Regions from separate parts of the Mus musculus genome. Here region 2 is linked to region 1. A link is a contact called in public Hi-C data. All regions are on one chromosome and are shown on one strand. The core of a region is the stretch at or near the end of the contact, and the rest is flanking DNA. Distances in the headings are between cores, read along the strand shown.

Evidence for each region. Hi-C and Micro-C count contacts between places; a contact is called where the count stands out from the background.
Region 2: a contact with region 1 is called in a Hi-C map of Sertoli cells, with 1.6 times the contacts expected there. The contact joins two enhancer-like sites. A contact is called at or near these places in 1 of 39 promoter capture datasets (hippocampal neurons), 15 of 484 Hi-C or Micro-C datasets (the C2C12 cell line, the G1E-ER4 cell line, Sertoli cells and 9 more), 1 of 115 datasets of contacts at active chromatin or transcription factors (astrocytes) and 4 of 9 other capture datasets (adipose tissue, embryonic stem cells, liver and 1 more).

The regions. Positions count from the first base shown.
Region 1 is chr2:160,764,995-160,769,108 of GRCm38.p6, forward strand. The region is part of intron 32 of Plcg1 (phospholipase C, gamma 1); the gene reads left to right. Among named protein-coding and RNA genes, the nearest start is that of Plcg1, 36 kb to the left of the region's middle. Within about 2 kb of position 1,602, at least 33 of the 459 cell types and tissues checked have an H3K27ac peak or open chromatin away from gene starts, as enhancers often do. A contact at or near this core is called in Sertoli cells and muscle stem cells, where this site is marked.
Region 2 is chr2:160,939,097-160,942,880 of GRCm38.p6, forward strand. No RefSeq gene overlaps it. Among named protein-coding and RNA genes, the nearest start is that of Emilin3, 29 kb to the left of the region's middle. Within about 2 kb of position 2,210, at least 24 of the 459 cell types and tissues checked have an H3K27ac peak or open chromatin away from gene starts, as enhancers often do. A contact at or near this core is called in Sertoli cells and muscle stem cells, where this site is marked.

The DNA of each region.
Region 1 (4,114 bases), core at 352-2,851:
ACCTGCCTTACATTTTAGTTAAGTGCATCTTTCCCTTAGAGGCTTTCCCCACCTAGGATATAAATCCCCAGAGGATTTATATCCATGGGTCACTGTGTCTTATCAGGAAGACTCTACAGCTCCCTGCAGGCTGATCCTGCCGTCTCCACCAGTGTGTTCTGAACCTGCCCACCAAGGACTCAAGAGATAGTTCCATGGTATTGCCCTAGTTTAGTTAGTTCTATGACCTGGCTGTTAGATTCAACACACAACTTCTTTAGGACCTGAGCTGGCCTTGGGAAAGAGCAGATCAAGAGCAGATCCTGACACTTCACTCAGGTGGCTTTATTTTGGGAGTCCCCTTTTCTTTATGGCCAATGAGAGCATCCTAGCAACAACCAGTTGCTATGAGGCTTGGAGGTGTAGGGATGACACTGGTCCTCTAGTAGGGTCCAGGGTCCTTCTGCACGGTGACAGGCTCTCCTTAGCAAACAGCATGCTTCACCGACACCTCTTCTCTCACACAGAAAAAGAAAGGAACACAGGAAAACTTGCCCATGCCCTCACACCCCACAGTTCATGGCTCTAAGATCAGACTTGCTTTATACGCAGACAGTTTTGCATCACAGTGAGTTCAGGAATGCAGAAGACAAAGAATTCCAAAAACTGGAATCTCCCTGGGGAGCTGAGGGAAGCCCCAATACCTATTTACTTTTAAGGGTCAGATTTGTCCCCTGCCCCCAAAAATCAATAGAAGGGATTTTAGATTTTTGTTTATTAATTCACTCCCCCCCACAAAGACAGCAGATAAGAAGTGTCTGTACATTTTTATTTAGGAACAGTTAAAAGATTGGAAGTACCGCCGAGGCCCATTCAAACTACACAAGCAGTTTTGTCCCTCATCCCATCCCTTATCCATATTTGCAGATACAAAATCTAGGAAATGTGCAATTTGCATCTTGGAAATAGCAGCATCCCCATGGGGGACCTTAAGAGGCCCGAGACTCAGACAGAAGAGGTCATCCTCGCACCTCCCACCACACACAGCCCACACCAAAAGCAAAGGCTGTCTTTCTATTCCAATGTTTCCCAGGGTGAAGGATTTCTACACTCCAGCCAGTTGTGGCCCATGCCTGTAACTCAGTGCTTGGGAGGTAGAGGCAGGAAGAGCACCCAAGTCTGAGGCCAGCCTGGTCTACACAGTGAGTCGACCAGGCAGGTAGGAGGCCAGCTAGGGCCACACATAGGTCTATGTGACAGAATATGCTATTTCTTAGTTCGCTTTCATAGTTGGCCGCAGTAGCAGGTGACCCTCACTTAGCACCAGGATAGTCGCTTCAGCTGTTCCTGGGAGACAGGAAGCACACCAAAGGCAGACTGTTCAAATCACCCCCAGCCGTACTTCTCAGCAGTCGGGCCCCCTGAGAACAAAGCCGTCCACACTGAGGTCAGGACACAAAGCAGGTGCTGGGGACCAGGATCCAAGACATTGTCAGCAAGGACACTGCAGGTCTTTGGCTGCCTCCCCAATTTCCCCAAGGGCTATGTCAGGACAACTCAAAGAACAATAGTCAGCAAGGGCCAGAAAAAAGTTGGCTCATTTTCTGTGTTTAATAACAATTATGACACAGTCTGACCTTCCTGGCAAAGCTGAACAAAGCCAGCTACTCAGAAGCATGGGAGAGAGACCAGTGCCCTGAGTGACCACTCCTGCCCTCGGCCCACCCATTTCACAGAGCAACCTAACTTGTGCTGGAATCCTGCTAAGGAATGGGAGTTCGCTCTCACTGCAGCCAGCCTTCTCATATGGGGCTACAAGAACAAGACCAAGATGTGTGGACAGGAGCTAGGGGCAAGATCTTTCCGAAGCACTAACTGCAGGTTAGCAGGACCACGTAATAGACTTCCGCCCACTGGACATGTCTCTTCTGGTGCTTGTTTGGGGGAGAACAGAGCACTGGCAGCCCTTTTTATATTCAGTGATTGAGCAGGCTTTATCCTAGGCAGTTTACCTTCAACTCAAGTTCTGAATAAACTGAATCACCCACTTTCCATGGAAGGGAACATGTGTCAAAAGGCATAGATCAAGAAAAGCTATTAACATACAGGTGCCCACTGTGGGCACAGTATGCCAGTCTCTTGACAAAAGTGGCACTGATAGCAGGTAAATGTGCAAGCCCCTCCCAGGTGTTCTAACTTGCCATTTGCCCACCCTTGTCAACAGCAGGAAGACACCATGTAGCACAGTCCCTGCCAAATAGCTGTCCTCCCTCTCTTCTGCCTGGTTCCTGCCAGAGTAGCTGCAAGGTATGTTTCAAGGAGGGAAGAGACAACAGAGTGGTAACTTCACTGAATCCATTCAGTCCCACATCCATAAGAGCCTGAAGAACCAAGGAAGCGGGTGCCTACCTCTTCCTTGTAGCAACCAGAATCTGCCTTAGTCTGTAGTAGGCAGCCCAAGTGTTCTCTCTGGATTTACATCCCTGCTCCAGAATTTAGGGAGTTGGGAAGAGGTGTTCCTGCTAGACTCAGAACTAGAAAACCCTGTTTTGGCTTTCCAGTCTGGGGGACCAAGTTCATAGGCCTGCTGGGTTAATAAGCACTCAGAACAAAGCAGGCGCTCAGTCCTAGGGCCATTCACTCTCTGAGCTGCTTTCACACCACAACAAAGTACAAATTCTGGAAAGTACATTTGGGCTTGCCACTACCTAGATGCCAGCCATCCCTAGTGGCCAGGCACAAGAGATCACAGATTTTGGCAGAAACAGACTCTGAGAACCCCATTCCTTTTGGATTTCTAGCTAGTAAGCGATGTAAACAGCAGATAGTACGATCGTCAGTTCTGTCATTAGTCAAAACTAAACCCAGCCATTCCACTGAAGACCCTCAACAGCCTTATTAGCCCTAGAGGATAGAGCGCAGCAACCTACCTACTCCACTGAACCAAGGCAGAAGAAACTGCAATGTGGATAATTCAGGCTCAAGTCTTGGGAGACCTGTACTTAGAAAGGCCTGTGGGCTCCAGTGCTATAACACATGGAAATCAGCTCATAAAGGTTTGGGCAGGTTGGTGGTGAACGGTGTGCTCTTATAGGAGAAGATGAGGCTAAATCAGGGATGTTAGCGAAAAGGCTTCAGTCTAGTATAAGAAAAACCAGGCAGCATGCCAAAATTTGGATAGGATGAGCTGACCAAAGACCTTTATGTATCTAGAAGACTACTGCAGAAAACAGAGCCTTACAAATGAATATGATAGAACTTCATCTGCAAAGTGGCTTTAGTAAAAACACAAATTCTAAGTTTTGTTTTAGGATTTCCTTGGCCGGCTTCCCAGAAAGTGCCTTTGGGCTGTGACAGTGGCACTGACTGAGCTGCTCCACTCTGAGGGTTTTGGTCCACGTAGAAACTAGGAAGACAAAAGGTAATGGCTCAAGATAGGGACAGCTCAACACTCACCTAGAGGACAAAACGAGTCTCCAACCAGCAAGGTTGCTCCCTCATCCCTACCCTCCACAGGAGGCAGCTGTGTGACAGATGTCCTAGGGCCAGCAGGGAGGAAGGGACACAGGTATGACATAGCTACTGTCAGAACAAGTAAAATCTCTGAGAGCCATCTGGGTCTGGAGAATGCAGCTGAGCTTCCTGGTAGCACATACCCAAGGGCAGCTGGAGAGAGACTTAGGATACAGGTAGCTACCTACCAGGTCCCACCCAACTCTCCTTGTGCTTCCAGAGGGGAGGGTGCCCTCGTGCTAAGGTATTTTGTTCACTGGCAGCTGCTGACACCCAGCCAAGAGAAAAGTGCAAGGACCGTCACTAGTAGACCTCAAAGTCATCTAGGGAAAGGACTCCCAACACTAACACACCCAACTACCAAAAGAAAAAAAAATCTGATCAAAAAATTACAAATAATATGCAAAGCTTATGTATAAGTTTAGGTTTCTGTTAGAGTTGGTTCTGATCTGTAACTGAACTGACATATATGAGTAGAAAAAAATCAATATACAAGACCAGCACAAAAGACACTTAGAATGTACTGCCTCTGGTAAGTCCAAGTGAGTGCAGAAGATAGGGCAAGACTCACCATGTCACAAAGCACACCTTGTTAGGAGAAGCACATTCCACCCCACCTCAG
Region 2 (3,784 bases), core at 960-3,459, 170 kb after region 1:
TCTACAAAGTGAGTTCCAGGACGGCCAGGGCTATACAGAGAAACCCTGTCTCAAAAAAACCAAAAAAAAAAAAAAAAAGAGCTATATCGGCTTATGACAGGCATGTAGGCCAGGCTAGCCCGGGTCAGAAGTCAGAGTAGCCATGGCAGGGGACAACTGGCTTTCTAGACTTTGTGCCATAGCTGGACACTGTCCTCTGGGATGAGTGGCAGAGCCTACCACAGCTCCCAGCTCCCTGCCTGCCCTCCATCTTATCCTGGGCTTTACTTGACCTTCCAAGGATGAGGAACCGGCCTGGCACTTGTCCTGGAGGAGGCTTGCAGCTGCTTCAGTAGCCCCATTCCCAGCACCAGCTCTTGACTGCATGTTGCTATCCAGAATCCCCCCCACCCCAAAAAAAGAAAAAACTACCCTGGAGGAAGAGGCTTTCTCTGTGTGCGTGCACATGTATGTGTGCTCGCACAAGGGCATATACACACATGCACACATGCATGTGTGTTGGCTTCCAGCAGGTTGGATGAACAGTGAGTTCCAGCCCTTTCTTAACCTCTTGTGCCTGGCTTGGCATTGTCTGCAGTGTGAACCTTTGTATACCCCTTTGGGGTGTTTGTGTCTTGATATAAATCATGTTTGCGTATGGCTCTGCAGCTGTAGTGCCTGGGTCACCTGTGCCCCCCCTCTCTATACATCGATCATGTTAGTATGTAGTTTTGAGGTTTGTTATCTATCTAACACATCTATACCTAAACATGTTAGGGTGGGTGACTTCATATATGTCACATGTGTGTTATGGGAGTTCCCTGGCTCCGGGCTTCACTTCTCCCACATCCCACCCACTCCGATGGGGAGACTGCTGCCAGGGCCTCTGCAGTAGGCAAGGCCACTTTAAGCAATCCTTTCCTCTCTTCCACCTCCAGCTTCCACCTCAGTATTTGTGAACAATCTGGTCCCTATCAACTCTAGGAGGAAGACAGGTCTGTACATCTTGGTCTAGCCCATAGAGGTTTCAAAAGTTCCTTGGTCTCCAGCCAAAGTTTTTACAAAAAAGCCTCATGGGGAACAGACTAATAGGGAGGTAGGGATCCTGCCTGGGAGACTCAGGACTCCTGCTCTAAGGCAAGATTGAATGGGAATATCAGTGCTGAGCCCCAGCCAGGGAGAGGGCCCTGCAGTCTAAGGTTGAGCCTAGCCTGGAGACCTCCTACCCCAACAAGGGGAGCACAGCAACTCATGGTTCCATGGTGGGGCAACGGAGCTGGAGGGGCCTTCTTCATTAAACAGACACAGGAGAAGAGGCCCAGGCCATGTGGCATCTCAGCATCCATCAGCCTGTGCTGAGAGCATCCTGGAGTCAGCCCCAATTGTAAGCAGCTGGTAGTTTCCTGTGGCTTTCTAGTAGCAGGCTCTGAGCCTCTTCCTCTGGTCTGAAGGGAACAAAAGCCCCCCCAGGTCCCTGAAATAGCGAAGTCAGGGGTTTCCCAGCACCTAAGTAGTGCTGGGGGTGTTGGGGTCATTTCTCCCAATCCCACAGAGGCACAGAGAAAAGTCTGTGATGCTCCTGCCTATACCATGATGAAGGTCTTCCTCTGTGTTCCCACAGGGTTTTATTCCAGAGTCCCAAGGGGTTCAAGCAAAAATTGTCCAAGGGTGTAAGAATTCTTCCTGAATAGTAGGTAGTTCAGACAACAGGGGCCATGTTTTACTGGCCTGTGGATGAGAGCATTTATAAGAGTTACCATATCCATGTAAGAAGGGTGGCTTTTGGGGTCCCAGGGATGAGAGCTGGGAAGTTGGCCCAGATTAGGAGGGGATTCCTGGATGCTGGAAATACATATAGGATCCAAAAGATGCTGAGACCTTGTGTCCAATCCCTGCGGATTCCTACTTCTCCCTCCCTCCCTCCTTGGCCATCTGGGCTTTGCTGTCTGGAAAGTCTGAAATCGAGTGGAAAAGCCTGGGTCAGAGCTGAAGCGGGGGCGGGAAGGGCATGATGGGAGTGGTGTCTAGGCAGCTCCAGCTGTCTTGGTCCATCACACCACGGGCATGCTGGGGATTGCTCTCCCTTTCCTCTGGCCACTGCTCCCAGTATTCAGACCTGCAGGGGGCTATAGAGAGTGTCACTTTTGGCAATCATTAAGGGTCTGGGAGCCCAGAGACACTGGGAGAAAACCGAGGTTATCTGAAGGGTGTTGTTGCTACAGTCACAGGCACTCCAACAGGGCCTGAGTAGGGGCCCAAGGACACATTACTCAGGGGACTTTCTTAAGCTACTTGTCTGGCCTCAGTGTTGCATTGAAACCTCCAGATAAGCCTGCTGCTTTTAAAGCCAGGGCATGGGAGTCACCTCCCTCCACACGGAATCTGCTTCTGTATCTCCTGTTACCTTCGGATTGTATCAGGAACCTGTCGGCACCCACGGGTCTGTAATCGCTCACACTGAGCTCTGTGAGCGAGGCTCAGCCTGCAGCCAGATACTTGTCTGCTTCAAGTAAAATAACTCAGTGTGAAAATAACTGATGGCAGACACTTAAGAGTCAGGGAATCGAGCGTGTTCGGGGCTTGAGAAGGCAACCGTTGTGAGGCCCTATGTGTACAGCCTTGTCACGGCAGGAAGACACTGTTCCACAGCAAATCTCCTCATGGCTGGGGGAGGCACTTACAAAGCCCCACCCCTAGCAGAGGCACTCACTACTGATAGCTTCGAGGGGCAGAAGATCAGTTTTCTTCAGGGATGCGGCTACTGGGAAGTTGTCCATACTCCAATGGATGGCCCCATATCCACACACACACTAGAAACACTTATGGATCCAGCAGACTAACAGAAGAGACTACGGAGATGGGAGGAAGATGTGGTGTGGGAAGGAGTCTGGGAGAAGTTGGAGGGGTTGTAGGAGGGTAACTATGAACAAAATACATCGTGTAAATGCAGGGCATTCTCAAAGAATAAATAAAATACATTTTAAAATATCAAGGATAAGGGAACATCTGCGTTTCCATGCTCTGTGGAATGAGGGATGGACCAGCACAGAGCTCACATCCCTGTAAGGCAGACACCAGCTACTGAGGTACCATGCGTTTCCATGCTCTGTGGAATGAGGGATGAACCAGCACAGAGCTCACATCCCTGTAAGGCAGACACCAGCTACTGAGGTACCAGCTAAGTAGCCACGTGCCAAGCTTCTGATCTCCATCACCTCCTGCCACCTTAAGCCTCCACGTCATCCAGGTGTGTCATCCTGAGTAGTAGGAGCCCTGAGAAGTAGACATCCAAGTTCACAAACACTGCTGTGCCTAGGGCAGCGGTTCTCAACCTGTGGGTCACAACCCCTTTGACTAACCTCGACCTCCAAAAGTACCTTACGATTCATAATAGGAGCAAGATTGCAGTTATGAAGTTGCAATAAAAACAATTTTATGGTCAAGGGTCGCCACAACATGTGGAACTGTTACTAAAGGGTTTGCAGCATTAGGAAGGTTGGGAACTGGGGCTGGAGGGATGGCTCACAATCATCTGTAATGAGATCTGATGCCCTCTTGTGGTGTATCTGAAGACAGCTACAGTGTACTCACATACATAAAATAAATAATCTTTTTTGAAAAAAAGGAAGGTTGAGAACCACTCACCTAGAGTGGAGTGCCTGTGGGTTGTGGGAAGTTCCTTGGATGGACAGCCCTGTTTCTCAGCTCCTGTGGGGGCAGCTGTTCAGACAGAGGTGGAAGTCCACAGCTCTCCACTTCGTCCTTTGTGCCTAGGATAGCAAGCCCCGGCTACATCCTTAAAAGG